Linked DNA regions of Hordeum vulgare: region 1 is linked to region 2. The links are chromatin contacts, called in public Hi-C maps. All regions are on one chromosome and are shown on one strand. Each heading gives the region's core, a stretch centred on a gene start, on an enhancer-like site or on the middle of the called end of the contact. The rest is flanking DNA. Distances are from core to core; before and after follow the strand shown. Region 1 holds the start of LOC123413368. Region 2 holds the start of LOC123412764 (RPM1-interacting protein 4-like).

Region 1 (6,776 bases), core at 41-2,540, 220 kb after region 2:
CAGCCTTTAAGGTGTGGATGAAGTTTTTCCGCCTCCTTGCTCTCATCTTGATGTGGAAGAATTTTGTTCCCGCGTCGCCCAGCCTTAGCCATGTGAGTCTAGATGCCTGTCGCCGTCGTGCACGCTCGACCGCGGCGAGGCCGAGCATACGTAACTTGAGTAGCTTTCGAAGATCAAACTCTGCGTCTGAAAGACGCCTGTTCTCTTGTGCTACGTCAAACCTAAGGACTAATTCTGCCGCCATGTGGAATTGTAGTTTTGCATCGCTGAAAAAGGATTTGCTCCAAATCTTCAGGTCCCGTGCAGTGCCGTCATTTTTGTGAGGAGACGACGGAAAGCGCAGGTAGACTGCACTGGTCTATTCCAAGCCCGTTCAACCGTGTCGTGGAACCGCGGGAACCTAGGCCAGAAATTTTCAAATTTGAACTTGCCTGGGCGTGGAGTTGCTGTTGTGTCAGCGAGTACTAGCGGGCAATGATCGGAGGTGGCCATGGATGCCGCATGCAGTGACGCCGAGGGGAATCGGCATTCCCATGGAAGGTTGCAGAAGAACTTGTCGATGGCGTGGAGTTGCTGTTGTGTCAGTGAGTACTAGCGGGCAATGATCGGAGGTGGCCATGGATGCCGCATGCAGTGACGCCGAGGGGAATCGGCATTCCCATGGAAGGTTGCAGAAGAACTTGTCGATGCTTACTAGCGTCGGGTTTTGTCGCTCGTTGCTCCACGTGTAGCGGCGGTTTGTACATCTAATTTCCTTCAACCCGGCAGTGTCGATGGCCTGCCTGAATTTGCCCATGAGCCTCCGGTTGAGGTTTAGGTTATTTTTATCCCTAGCCTCGTAAAACAGGTTGAAATCGCCGTTTATAAGCCACGGCTCCGCAGGCTGTGGCGTAGAGAATGATAGCTCGCGGAGGAACGCCTCCTTCCTGGCGTCGTCCGCTGGTCCATAGACCGAGGATAGCCAGAAAGGCTGGCTCTGTCCTAGCAGGGTGACCTTGGCAGTGATAGCAAAAATTCCTACCGCATGCGAAACTATTGTAGTGAGCTCTCTATTCCATAGGATTGCCGCCCCGCCGCTCGTGTCGATCGCCGGTAGGGCGATGCATTCCGTGAGTTGGGTTCTTCCTATCTCCTGCACTAGTTGCGGTGTCCATGCGTCTATCTTCGTCTCCTGGAGGCACAAAATTGTTGCTCGCAATGATTTTGCCATCTCACACACTGATGCCCTCTTTGCTGGTTGGTTTAGTCCTCTTACGTTCCAGCACATGATCGGTAGTAGCTTGTCACTCATGGGGGAAACTAACAAATCTCCGGTGACTACATCTATTTGGCCTTGGGCCCAGAACAAACACCTCCAACATAACCGGGGATCGCCGTCGCCCACCAATAGGCCCCAAGCTACGACGGCGATAGGATACGGCCTCGCTAACCTTACACAAAGAAATGAAACCTAGCTCTAACCGGCTGTCCGCCGGACGCCACCGGAGAAGTACAAAGTTAACTCTTAACATAACTAGACTACGGCCTTCTCGGCCACTACGTCGGGGCCGGCCATGCGAGCCATGACCGTCAGGGCCTCCCCGTCGAGGCGGGTGAGCTTGGCGATGACCGCAATGTCGCTGTCTGAGAGAGGCTCATCGAAGCGTCGAATAAGGGCCTTTGCTACGTCTTCAGTCATCTTCTCCTTTGGTCCTAGCAGCCCTAGCTCCTTCACGAGACGGAGGGAGGCACGCTGTGCGACCGGGACGGTAGACGTGTTTGCTGCCTGCCGTGCGCTGTGCCTAGTCGGAGTAGCCTGCGCTCTGCTCTTCGGCGGCGGCACGGACCGCCTGGTGGGTGGCACGGCCAGCAGAGGAGGCCTACATTCGCGGAAGAGGCGAGGCTCCTTGCAGCCGCTTGCCTCGACGAGCTCGAGCTGGCTCACACGGCTGGTCACAGCTCCCAGCTGGACCTCCATCGTGCGCGCGGAGGAGGGAGTTGCCCTGTTGAAGTGGCCGTAGTCCGACAGCGTGGGGCTGAAGGCGTCTAGTTGCAGCGCCTCCCCTGCTGCCTCTAGCAGGGATCCTTCGTCGAACTGCAGCGGCTCGGCCAGTACCGCGTCTGCGGCCGCCTGCACGTCGGCCGCCATGCCGTCGACGACGAGGGAGGTCATCGGCGGCTTGTTTGCTGTTTTGAAGAACTCGTCCACCGGGTCCTTGCCCGTGGTCTCGTCGTGAGCCTCTCGCGCCTGTGCTGGCCTGACAGTGGGTGGTGGCGGAGGCCTAGACCTGCCCCGCTGCGCGTGATGACGCCTCCCCACCGAAGCCCCCCTCTTGTCGCGGCGTCGGCCGGAGGAGTCCCGTGACCGGCGTCTTGGCGCGGGAGAGCGGCTGCGCTGCCGTGGAGCCGGTGGTTGTGGGGGGACGACCGAAGCGCGGCTATGGCGGAGAAGAACGTCCTTCCAGGAGCGGTGGTCTCCCCCCCTCGGGTCACCATCCCCGTCACCGTCTTGCTCCCGGCCGCCGCAAGCCATACCCCGGCAGCCGACGCTGGCCACCGACGCGCGGGCCTGGGTCTTCTTCCTTCCCCCATGATGGCCGTCCTCGGTTCCCATTGTCCAGGACGCAGGTGCGACCGCCGGGAAGGGGGCGGCCTCGCCATCCGAGTCGGAGGACGGGATTCCGCTCCGCTCGGAGTGGGAAGAACGGGGGGACGGCGGAGTCCAATCTTCTGCCCGATCGACGTGGATGAGCATGGAGTACTCGGCCGTGGCCGGGGGTGGAGCTACTCTTCTGTCTAGTGGGGAGAACCCCACCATCTCCTCGACGCGGCCTGCTCCCCTCGGAAGGATCCCGAGGCAGTGCTTGGTGGGAATGTTTCCGACATCGTCGGTCCAAACCCAGCACACAAACGTCTTGGTGTGGCCGCGCTCGAGCGTCCTGCTGTCGAGGCGATCAACTCTTACCCGCCTCCCGAGGATCTCCTCCGCCCCCTCGACAGACCAGTAGTGCATGGGGACGCCCTCGATGACGACTCGGACATGGAGCAGCAGCGAGCCGAAAGAGGCGTGGTCGTGCTCGTGCCAGGAGGCGACGTTGAAGACGGCTCCGTCGACCCGGATGGAGGCCCGACGCAGTGCATTGACCTGCTGTGCCGGCTGGGTGAAGATCACCAGGTAGTGCTCCGGGTGGTGCGCCATGACGCGCAGCGAGTGCTCGGGCACTGCGAGCTGCGCCTCCAGGGCCCTTCCCACCGCCATGGGGGATGAGGCGTTGACGCCGTCGGCTGCAGACAGGGTGACGACGTGGCTTCTGAGGAAGAAAATGGTCTGGTCTACTGCCGGCGAGGGGACGGCCACCGAGCGGCTCTCCCTAGGCCGCCTCGCAGGGTCGATGTGGTGCAGCATCGCAGGCCTCAGCGGCGGCATGTGTGAAGCGACCGGGGGCGGAGGGAAACAGACGCGCGCTTGTAGCGGCTGGCCAGGAGCGGGCGGGCCGAGCCAGCTGCGAGCCGAGACCGGCGCCCCCGGAGGGAGGTGGCGCAGAGGGCAGCTCCTAGCTATGTGGCCAGCTCTTCTGCAGAGAACGCAGTGTATCGGGTCTCTGCACTCTGCCCTGCGGTGCTTGCTACTGAGGCACCGAAAGCACCTGCCTCTGAACTGGCTTAAGAAGGCGGACGGCGCTGCAGCTAGGCCCGAGAGGCGGTTGGGCCTATTACCCGCACGGTGCTGCCCGGCGACCAACGGGTCTGACTAGGCGCCGCGTCCCCTCCGGCGAACAACCTCTGACCATTGCCCAACCTTTCCCGAAATGGCAAGCGGAGGGGCGACGACTATGGACCTGAGGCGACGGGACGGCATAGGCGCCGCAGCGACCGCGGGGACCGAGCACGGCGCAGAAACGGCGGGCCCTGGGGAGTGCGCCATCGGCCGGACCGGCGGGTGCGAGAGCGCAGAAGGGCGGGGGCGCGCTAGGACCGTAGTGGAAAGGGGATGAGCCTCTGCACCGACGAGGAGCATTCACCCCGCAGCAGGATTCGCGGAGGCGTGGGTGGATCTCGCGAAGACTCGGAAGCCGGAGAAGCCGGAGGAGACGCGGCCCGACCCGCGGATCCCGCCCCGCGTGAGACGACCGCGCCAGCAGTCGAGTGACCGGTGGATCCCGACGAGCACCTCGGGGCCATGAAGGCTGGTGGTTGGCCGCCGCGGCCGGAGTGGCCCGCGGAGGGGAGGGGAGGGGCTCCCTAGCTCATGCGAGGCAGAGAAGCGAGGTCGGATCTATTTTTTTCGGTGATCAAACCCTGCGATGCTGCAGCAGGGCAAGTCCATTACAATAATTTTGAACATGAAAAGGCGTGAAATATCTAATGATTGTTGCCAACCAAAATAAATAGAGGTTTGGCTGCACGATCTAGGGGATAGGTGGAGAAGGAGGAGGCTGTGCTCACCGGTGATGTGACGAGTACCTGAAAGAAGAGGAGGATGCGGTGTTTGCGTTGGTGGATCTGTAGCGACGAGCTCATCAGTGTGGTGCCGGATGAAGACGGATAAGCAAAGGGTGGTGGAAGAGGATGAGGGGGCTGGTTAACCTTGGTCGACGAAGGAGGACGAAAGCAACCGCCGGCCCGTCGCCGTCACCGGAGCCGGAGCGGACAGGAGCTTGGATGGGTTGTTCCGGCCCGGGGAATAAGCGGGGATCCCTGGTTACCTGGGAGAAATGCGTTGGGCACCGCACCGCTGAGTGGTGTGACCATTCTGCCAGATCAGAGCCGTTCGGAGCGCATCGGACGGTGGGCCTTTTTGGAGCAATACCGCATAACTACTTCTTCCGTTCCTAAATATAAGTGTTTTTAAAGGTTTCATCAGGGACTACATACGATATATAAACATACTTTATAGTATACATTCATTAATTTTGCTTTGTATTTGTCTGTTAGTAAAATATCTAAAAAGACTTATATTTAATAACGGGAGAGTATCATTTAAGGGACATATAACCCCTCATGTTTAAAACCACAGACTTAATCCCCTGAACTATGTCGAACCACACAAATCACCCCTAGTCCCATGTGGAATGGTTTGAGAGGGTTCTTTTGCCTAGGTGGTGACTGGGATGAGCCCATCGACCAGCCTGGTTCGGCACTAGCGTTTCTCACCCATCAAACTAGTATTTTACCTTTCGATACAGAAATCCCAAAAGATCACCACACGCCCATTCAGTGCCCTGGTATTGGACCGGCCCATCCCAAGAATTACATCCGAAACCCTACGACACTGTGGTGAGAGGAAACGCGAGCTTCCCCTCGCGAAAATCCTCCCCGACACTAACGGTGTCGCGCCCTTCAACCTCGGCTCCCTCCGTCGTCTGCCCCCTTCGTCGTCCGCTCCCTCCGCCATCCATCCCCTCCACCGTCCGCCCTCTTCGCCGCCCGCCCTACGCCTTTCGATGTTCGTCGCCCTCCGCGCTCCTCCGAGCAAGCCCACCACCTCCGGCGCCCCCTCACCCGAGCGAGCTCCCCCTACACGTCGGACGGCGACGTCCAAGGACATCCTTTCCCTCCCCGGTCTCGCTGGCAAGCTCATCTTCCTCCTCATATCTGTCTTCAATGTTCTTACTACAGATTTGCTGCTGGATAGATGATGAATGAGCTACTGCTGGATACGAATGATGTTGTTAGTTGATGGAGATTTGGTAGATGATCTACTCCTAGTTGTTTGCTTGATAAATGTATGGATGCTGCATATGTAGTTTTTTCTAGAAGGCTTGCTACTGTCAATGGTCAATAGATGGATGTATGAATGCCGATGTTACTTCCTAGATGGTTTGCTACTGTCAATGAGATCTCTCATTCTATTTTCTTGCATTTGTATTGTACTGTACTCCATCTAGAGATTTGCAAGTTTAAAGCTCTGGATGGTCCAACCCTTGTTACTGAATTATTTGCACTTGGAGTAGATGGTTCAGTCCTGGTTCCTTAATTATTTGTAGTTGATTAACTGGACATCTTGGAGTACTTAATTGTTTGCTCAATTCATTAACCTGAAGCAATCACAAAGTAAAATAACATCATGGTCATGAATCACCTGTTTATAGTTGTTTAATCACTTATCACTATCAAAGTCGTTGTCTCCGTCACCATGGGAAGTTGTCGTCCGGAGATGGCCACCCTGTTTATCTGCTATGCATGTACTAGCAGTTAGTTACATCAGGTTGTGACCTATTTGTTCAATTAATTTACCTGAAGCGCATGAACTATTGGTAGCTGTTTAACCAGTTTTCTAATCTATGCAAGTATCAAATTGTGTAGAGTAGATCGAATTGCACACATGTTGGTAGTTGTTGATCTGTTTCTAGCAAACACTAGCATCTAGATGCATGCTAATATGATTGGTTCTATAACTATGCTCCTCTGCTAAATGCTTGTGACATCTCGCTTGTGTGGAATATTTCCCTGATTGATGCGGGTAGTAGAAATGGCAGTCATCAACTAGCTAACGGTACGTGGCCATGGTCACAAGAAGTGCAGATAAATTTAAATTGGGGATGAACATTAAGAATTGCAGTGGGATAATTGTTGTGTTGGTTGAATGAGCTGCAAGATGCATTCCCTGCTATATTTCAATACATTTCCAGATATTCCAAGAGTTTTCTGCTATATTGATGATGGTCGTCGTACTCCTAATATTTGTGGGATTTTCTGAATTAAGCTCGGTCCTAAATCAGCCCTTTCTTATAGGTACCTGCGCCTTGGTTTATAGTGGGAGTGGACGAGCTGCCACCTTCGTGGGATCCCGTTAA
Region 2 (6,430 bases), core at 2,339-4,838:
AGCGAGGTGGGCCGAGGGGTGGCTGGATGCCGCGGCAGTGATCTCGGGCGGCACTCTTCAGCCCCACATATTAACGAGAAGTGCCCATCATGAGCAAATGTGGGCACTGCTCCTCAGGTAAACAAAAATGCCCAAAACTCATTACACGAGTAACAAAAATGCGGCACCCAGTATTGAACTACAAGCCCGGTAAGAAAATTCTAGCATTTCAACAACCATGGCTGACCTCTACATTCCACATCAGAAAGAAATAGTATACTGACAATCAAAAGAATATGAACTCTGCTCAGTGCCCAATGCCAAATAATGTCCCAAGAAATGGGATTACACAAGTTCGAAGTTGAATCAATGGCAAAAACCTTCTTAATTCCACACAATTTACATTCCCAAAGATCCCTGCTTACTTTGCTCCATCATCCGTCGAACCTTTCCTACTTGCACCACCCAAAGCACCAGCGACTCTGCAGGCGAAACCACCGGAGAAGAATTCAGAGCTCAAATTCATGGCGAGGCAATGATGTCGATCACCGAATGAGAAAGCGAGGACCGACATGGACAAGCCAATGGCGACGTGAGCATGATGTGAAACTCACCGAGGAGACGTAGCCGTCGTCGTGCTGCCTGGCGCCTTTGCCATAGGCGACGTTGTCCTTGCCGAACCCCGGCGCCTTGGCCTGGGTGCTCTTCTCCTCCCTCACCTTGTTGAAGATGTGCGTGTAGCCGTCCGCCGACGCCGGGTTGGAGTCCCAGTCCCCGAACTTGGGCACCGCCGACCCCCTCGTCGGCTGCCATCGATCGCAACAACAACAGCCAAGGTAAGACATCAGACATCACCTCCGTGCAAATCCATGGTGCGCTGACCGGAGAGCAGAAGCAGGGAGGCTTACCGTTTCGTTGCCGCGGGAGGCGGCCCTGGCACGGGACCGGTCGACGGAGTTGGCGTTGGCCACGAGGCCGTAGCTGCTGCCGTCGGAGTGCTCGGCCTTTGACTGGCCGTACGGGTGCAGCGGCGACGGTGCCGGCGACTGCTCCACGCTGTACCCGCCTGCCCGTCCGCCGCCTGCGCCTCTTCTCGGCGGCTCGCCACCGGCGTTGCGGTGGTACGGGGACAGCGGCGGAGCGGGCGCGGGCCCGTCGCTGGGCCGGCGCTCGTGGTGGTGAGCGGGAGGCGGGGAAGCGGGAGGGAGTGCCGGCGCCGGCCTGGCCTGGTCGAAGGAGCGGTTCGGCGACGGCGCGACGACGGAGGAGGAGAAGGCCTCAGGGTTCTCGACGGGGTCGTTGGGGTTCATGGGCTTGCCGCCCTTGCCCTTGCGCGCGTTGTCGAAGTAGAGCGTGTAGGGCACGTTGCCGTCGTTGTCCCAGTTGCCGAACTTCGGGACGTGCGCGTTCTTCTGCTGCTTCTGCATGCATGGAACGGGAGAAGAGTCAACCACATGCCGCGTGTTTCTTCCTCTAGCTCTTCTTTTTCTCTTTCAACGCACCTCGACATTATTAATAGAAAATCACAGCGATAACCTTGATTTTGGTACTCCCTCTCGTCAGAATTAAATGACGCAACCTCTATACAATGTCCCATTTTACACTGTATAGAGATTGCGTTAATTAATTCTTTCTACGGACTATTCACATTCATAATATAGATTTTATTTGGATATTCTAGCTCAAGGTTAGAGTTAATTAATTCTTTCTACGGATTATTCACATTCATAATATAGATTTTATTTGGATATTCTAGCTCAAGGTTAGAGTTAGATTCTAACCTTGAATTAATCCTAAACTAGTAACTTTAACTAAGGAGGTGCTTGGATGGCATGATTAGATCGACAATAAATGCATTTTTTCCAATCATTTGGCTCCTTTAACCAAGATTTAGTGTGGTGAAGGAAGAGGAAAAAGTAACTTTTTTCTGGGCCTCATCTAACTCTAATCCAAATTAGCACCCCTTCATCGGGTTAGTTTTTGAATAAATTAGATACATCTAATCAAAATTAACCCTCCTCTTTGAATGTTTTTGGATTAGTTGAGTCCAAACTAGCCCAAACTAATTCTAATCCATGAATCCATAGAATAAACACGCTAGAGGCTTGGGACCCAGGATTAGAGAAATAAAATAGAAAGAAGGCAGCCTAGTGGGCATCATCATTCCCTGACACAAGCGCTTCAACTTGGACCCAAGGAAGCTTCGGTGATGGTGGTTAAGCCATGGTCAGAAGATTATTAACATGTGCGGGGACATGCATGTCAACTTGACATGGCCAAGTAGCACAAGTGGTGGTAGATCATATCGGTAGTGGTACGACCGTACGACCGTGGAAAAAGAGCCAAGAGGGAGGGGGAATTTCTTATTTATTTTTTTGCTGGAAAAGAGAGAGTAGACCCCGCGCCACGGCTTCCAGGCACATTTTAAACACTGTCATTGACTAATCAATGGAAAGTTTAGTAGATATGTGATCAAGAAGCTAATCACATGCCGTGACCTCGCTACTTGGCTTTCTCCGGGTTCAACAAATCTGCACTTGTAGATCAGGCTAGACTAAACGCGACATACCGCAAGGGTAGTGGGTCTACCTCGCCGACACCTTCCAATTCCGAACCGAAACAGAAAATAAGGCAAGATTGGCAAATTGAATGATTGATTACGCACTAGTGGTACAACTAAATCTTCATGTACTAATAGGGGAGAGTTAATATGGATATCTTCATATAGTATACAATTAAGAGTTAACCTGCCGGCATCTCCATAATTTGTGGGGATGATTAGCATTTCCACCAGAATATATGTATAGATTGAGATGACACAGATATTCAGTGCGATTGAAAGATACGCCTCAACTGCCAAGAAAGACCTTTGCTGCCGATGAATTAGCTCTGCGATCCATCCACACAAGAGAAAAGAACTTGAATTATACTAGACTACTACTAGTACCTAGTGCAATTCAAATGGTACAAAAGAAAGAAAGATAATAGGTTGGTTCTGGATGATCCTGTCTTATTAAAACTTTTAGCCTGATTAAGCACATGAATGATAGCAGCTAAATTTCTCTACTGGTACAAGCAGCAGCCAAGGCAAGTGCCGTATCATAGCGATTTGGCTGTTTTTCCTTGAGACAATTCAGATTCGGGGTATCCACGTTGGAACCATCAAACCACGAGAAACTACACCTGGTGGACGCAAACAAACGAAGCTCTCTTGGAAAGGCGAGATCAGACCAAGAAACCAATGTTCTTGCGGACCAGAATCAAACATGTTGAGAAGTATCTTCCGATTGACAGGTCGTACCGTATGAACGGGGATTGCCATGAGAGGACATGGAGTTAAGGTTGAGAGGAGTCATGGAAGAGGAGAGGAACTTACAGCCATGGATGGCGGCGGCGGCGGCGAGCGAGTCCAAGAGCGGAGAGGGCGATGAACAAGAGATCCGGGCGGCGGCGGTGCTCAGTCTTCTTGAGGCGAGTTGGTCCAACGGTGGCTCAAGTAGCTCAGCTGGCCGGGAAGAGGGGGATATATGCGCTGGTTGTTTCTTCCTCCTGGCTCCTGATGGCCTGTATGGTAGCTAGCTCTGAGCGTGTTGATCAGCTCAGGACGGCAGGCGGGATTATAACTAGGAGACAGGGATGGATGGTTTGGTTGCTTCGTTCGCTGGTCCTTCCTCTCGGCTTTTTTCGTAATCGTCCCTCGAATTATTTGCAGTAAGCACGTTGCTACGTACTCCTACTCCCTAAACATAAAAGTGCTTAGATCACTAAAATAATTATCTGACCGCTTTTATATTATTTTTATAGAGGGAATACCATAGATTATTATAGATAGAGTAAATATACTACTCGTATTGAGCATGACTCTGCATTTTTCTATAGCGCAGCCGCTCCCGTCACACCTACACACGTGTATCTATTTGCTAAGCATGACACTGACTGGATCAACACGGCGCGGAGAGGGCGAAGGACAGTGTGTATATAGTACGGAGTACTACTTATATATGTAATGTTCAAGGTAATTGATGGACGGGATATGCTTTCACACAATCAACTGCGTACGTGGACGAATCACGGTGGAGCAAAAATCTCGTGTTGAACTTGAACGTGCGCAGAAGCTCCGGCGTTCCACCGAGGGAGAGGACCCAAACAAAATTGATCATAATACTGCTTGCTCGATGAACAACCGAGTCCGAGTCGACTACTAGAAAACACGGAAACCGTGGGGTGTAAACGGAGAAAAGCCTTGGAAAACGGGGACCGTTGACGGGCTCCTCCTACTCGCCAACATGCGTGCACAAAAAAGTGCACATCTGGCCTGGCCGGGCCCGGTCGATCTAATGATAATCCTTGGCTACCGCTTGCCATCTTTGACCGCTCTCCTCCCGCCTCCCGCGGCTCGCCTTGCCATCACCGTTACCACCGGTCGCCCAAGTCCACAACCATCCCATTCCCATCCCCCCCCCGATCCAGCCATTTGATTTCAATCCCGGCGTCGTGGTCACGCCCGCGTCTCAGGCGGCATTGCGACGGCGCACGGCGGTGTGCGCGGCCGGCGACGCGAACTCTGCGGGAAAAAGTTTATTAAACCTTAAACTTGTAAAAGAAAGTTTAAATCTCTGAAATTAACATACTGAACTCTTTAATCGTGGTCTATTTTAAACCTGAGGGACCTTCCAAAATAAGGATTGTCGACGGTTTGTTACTGGGCCGACCACCCGGAGCAATGTCTTCTTTTTGCTACTGGGCCACCCGGTTTGTTTCCTAAAACGCGAGTTAAAAATTTCAAAAAGGAGAACCTGCTGGGAATTGAACTTAAGCCTTCATAGCAAAAGACCCTTGCGTTGCAACGGGAGAAAAACAATAATAATATCCAATGGTGCTGATCATATTATGTCTTTAAAATTTTAGGACATTTCTTAAAATGCATGAACATTTTTTGAATTAGAAACATTTTTTTCAATTGCACTCAAAAAGTAACACACAATTTTTTTTTCAAAATCATGGACTTTTATTGTTTTCACCAATATTGTTCTCAAAATTATGAACATTTTTTTGAATATGCGAATATTTTTACAAAAATCCTGAGCATTTTTTCAATTCACAAACATTTTATATTTTCTTCAAACTTTTATTTCAAAATTCCCAGTTTTATAAATTGCAAAAGTTTTTCAAAGTTCTAAATTATTTAAACTAAAAATTGGAACAGAAAAATGAAAATAAAAAATGAGACTAAAAACAGAGGCACGAAATGTTTTTAAGATTTTTACACGGACTTTTGTTTAAAATCGTTGACTTTTTTTATTTTATGGACATTTTCTCAAAGTTTAAACATTTTTTTATATGCAAACATTTTTTAAAACTCCTGAGTAGTTTTTGAATTCTCAAAAAAAATGTTTTTTATATTTTATTTCGAAATTTGCAGTTTCTTAAAATTGAGAAAAGTTGTTTGAAGTTCTAAATTATTTAAAGTAGAAAAACAAAATTGAACTGAAAAGAAAAATAAGAAAACTAAACAAAAAAACAGACGCCCACGCATGGGCCGGCCCAAACAGGTATGCTGCATCTTTTTCTAACGCCCAGAACGTACATGGGCCGGCGCAGTCCGAAGATTTTCCTGTTTGAAACGTTTTTTATGACTTATAGGTGGCATTGGTGGGTAATTTTAGTCAACTTTAAATAAAATTCAAAACTATTTTCAAATCTCAGTGTTGTGGTCTGTTGTTACGTAGTTTCGCGCTTCTGTTTAATCACAAAATGCTACCACTTAGAGTGGTTGACACCTCAAGCCATGTCGGCAATTCCCTTGAAAATTTTAAATAATTTTTAAAAAGTAACACTTTTAAAAATAAAAATTTCCAAATAGGTCTGAAAATGTGTGTGACATTTTAAAAAATATGTGTACAATGTAAAAAAATATTTATGTGTGTGTAAAAAAATGTGTCTTACCCTTAAAGGGATGTTCGTGTAGTTGTATAAAAAAAGATTGTCATTTAGAAAATGTAAAACATGTATTTAAAAAATATTAACATGTACTCACTCCGTCCGGATAAGAGTGTGCATCTATCTCTACAATTTTTCCTAAAATAAGTGTGCATCTGACTCCGCCATGAGAACTTTGCATTCACCCCCTCGGTCTAAGCATCGAGGTCACCGCAACGAGCGACGACCCAATCCCCTCATTCTCCCTCAAACTGAAACCAGTCTTCTTCCTCTCCCCCGGATCCAATCCATGTTCGCTGTGAGTCAATCCTCCAATCCAAGGCCGCTCCTGCTCATCCACGGATTAATGACGTTTGGTCCATATAAGGGGCCGGTACGGCCTGCATCGCCACTGGAGCCATTGCTGGCGGTGGAGCGGGCGGACGAGCGGAAGCCGACGTAGGCCAGCTAGTCAAGGCGGTAGACACGGCTGGCGGAGCAGACGGAGGAGCGGAATCCGGCATTGGCCAAC

The links. Hi-C and Micro-C count contacts between places; a contact is called where the count stands out from the background.
Region 1: a Hi-C map of an unstated tissue shows a contact between it and region 2, with 6 times the contacts expected there. The contact joins the promoter of LOC123413368 here to the promoter of LOC123412764 in region 2. A contact is called at or near these places in 3 of 6 Hi-C or Micro-C datasets (leaf, seedling and an unstated tissue) and 1 of 1 datasets of contacts at active chromatin or transcription factors (embryo).

What each region holds. Positions count from the first base shown.
Region 1 is chr7H:197,973,117-197,979,892 of MorexV3_pseudomolecules_assembly, forward strand. LOC123413368 reads right to left here and starts at 1,291. Exons shown (of 2, transcript XM_045106311.1): 1 at 680-1,291; 2 at 292-552. The coding sequence starts at 1,291. The coding sequence ends at 292. It overlaps LOC123413366 (phosphatidylinositol N-acetylglucosaminyltransferase subunit A-like), which reads right to left and starts at 4,685. Exons shown (of 10, transcript XM_045106310.1): 1 at 4,567-4,685; 2 at 4,444-4,482. It overlaps LOC123413369 (a long non-coding RNA gene), which reads left to right and starts at 6,714. Exons shown (of 5, transcript XR_006613735.1): 1 at 6,714-6,776.
Region 2 is chr7H:197,752,776-197,759,205 of MorexV3_pseudomolecules_assembly, forward strand. LOC123412764 (RPM1-interacting protein 4-like) reads right to left here and starts at 3,589. Exons shown (of 4, transcript XM_045105700.1): 1 at 3,356-3,589; 2 at 888-1,400; 3 at 594-785; 4 at 174-461. The coding sequence starts at 3,361. The coding sequence ends at 432.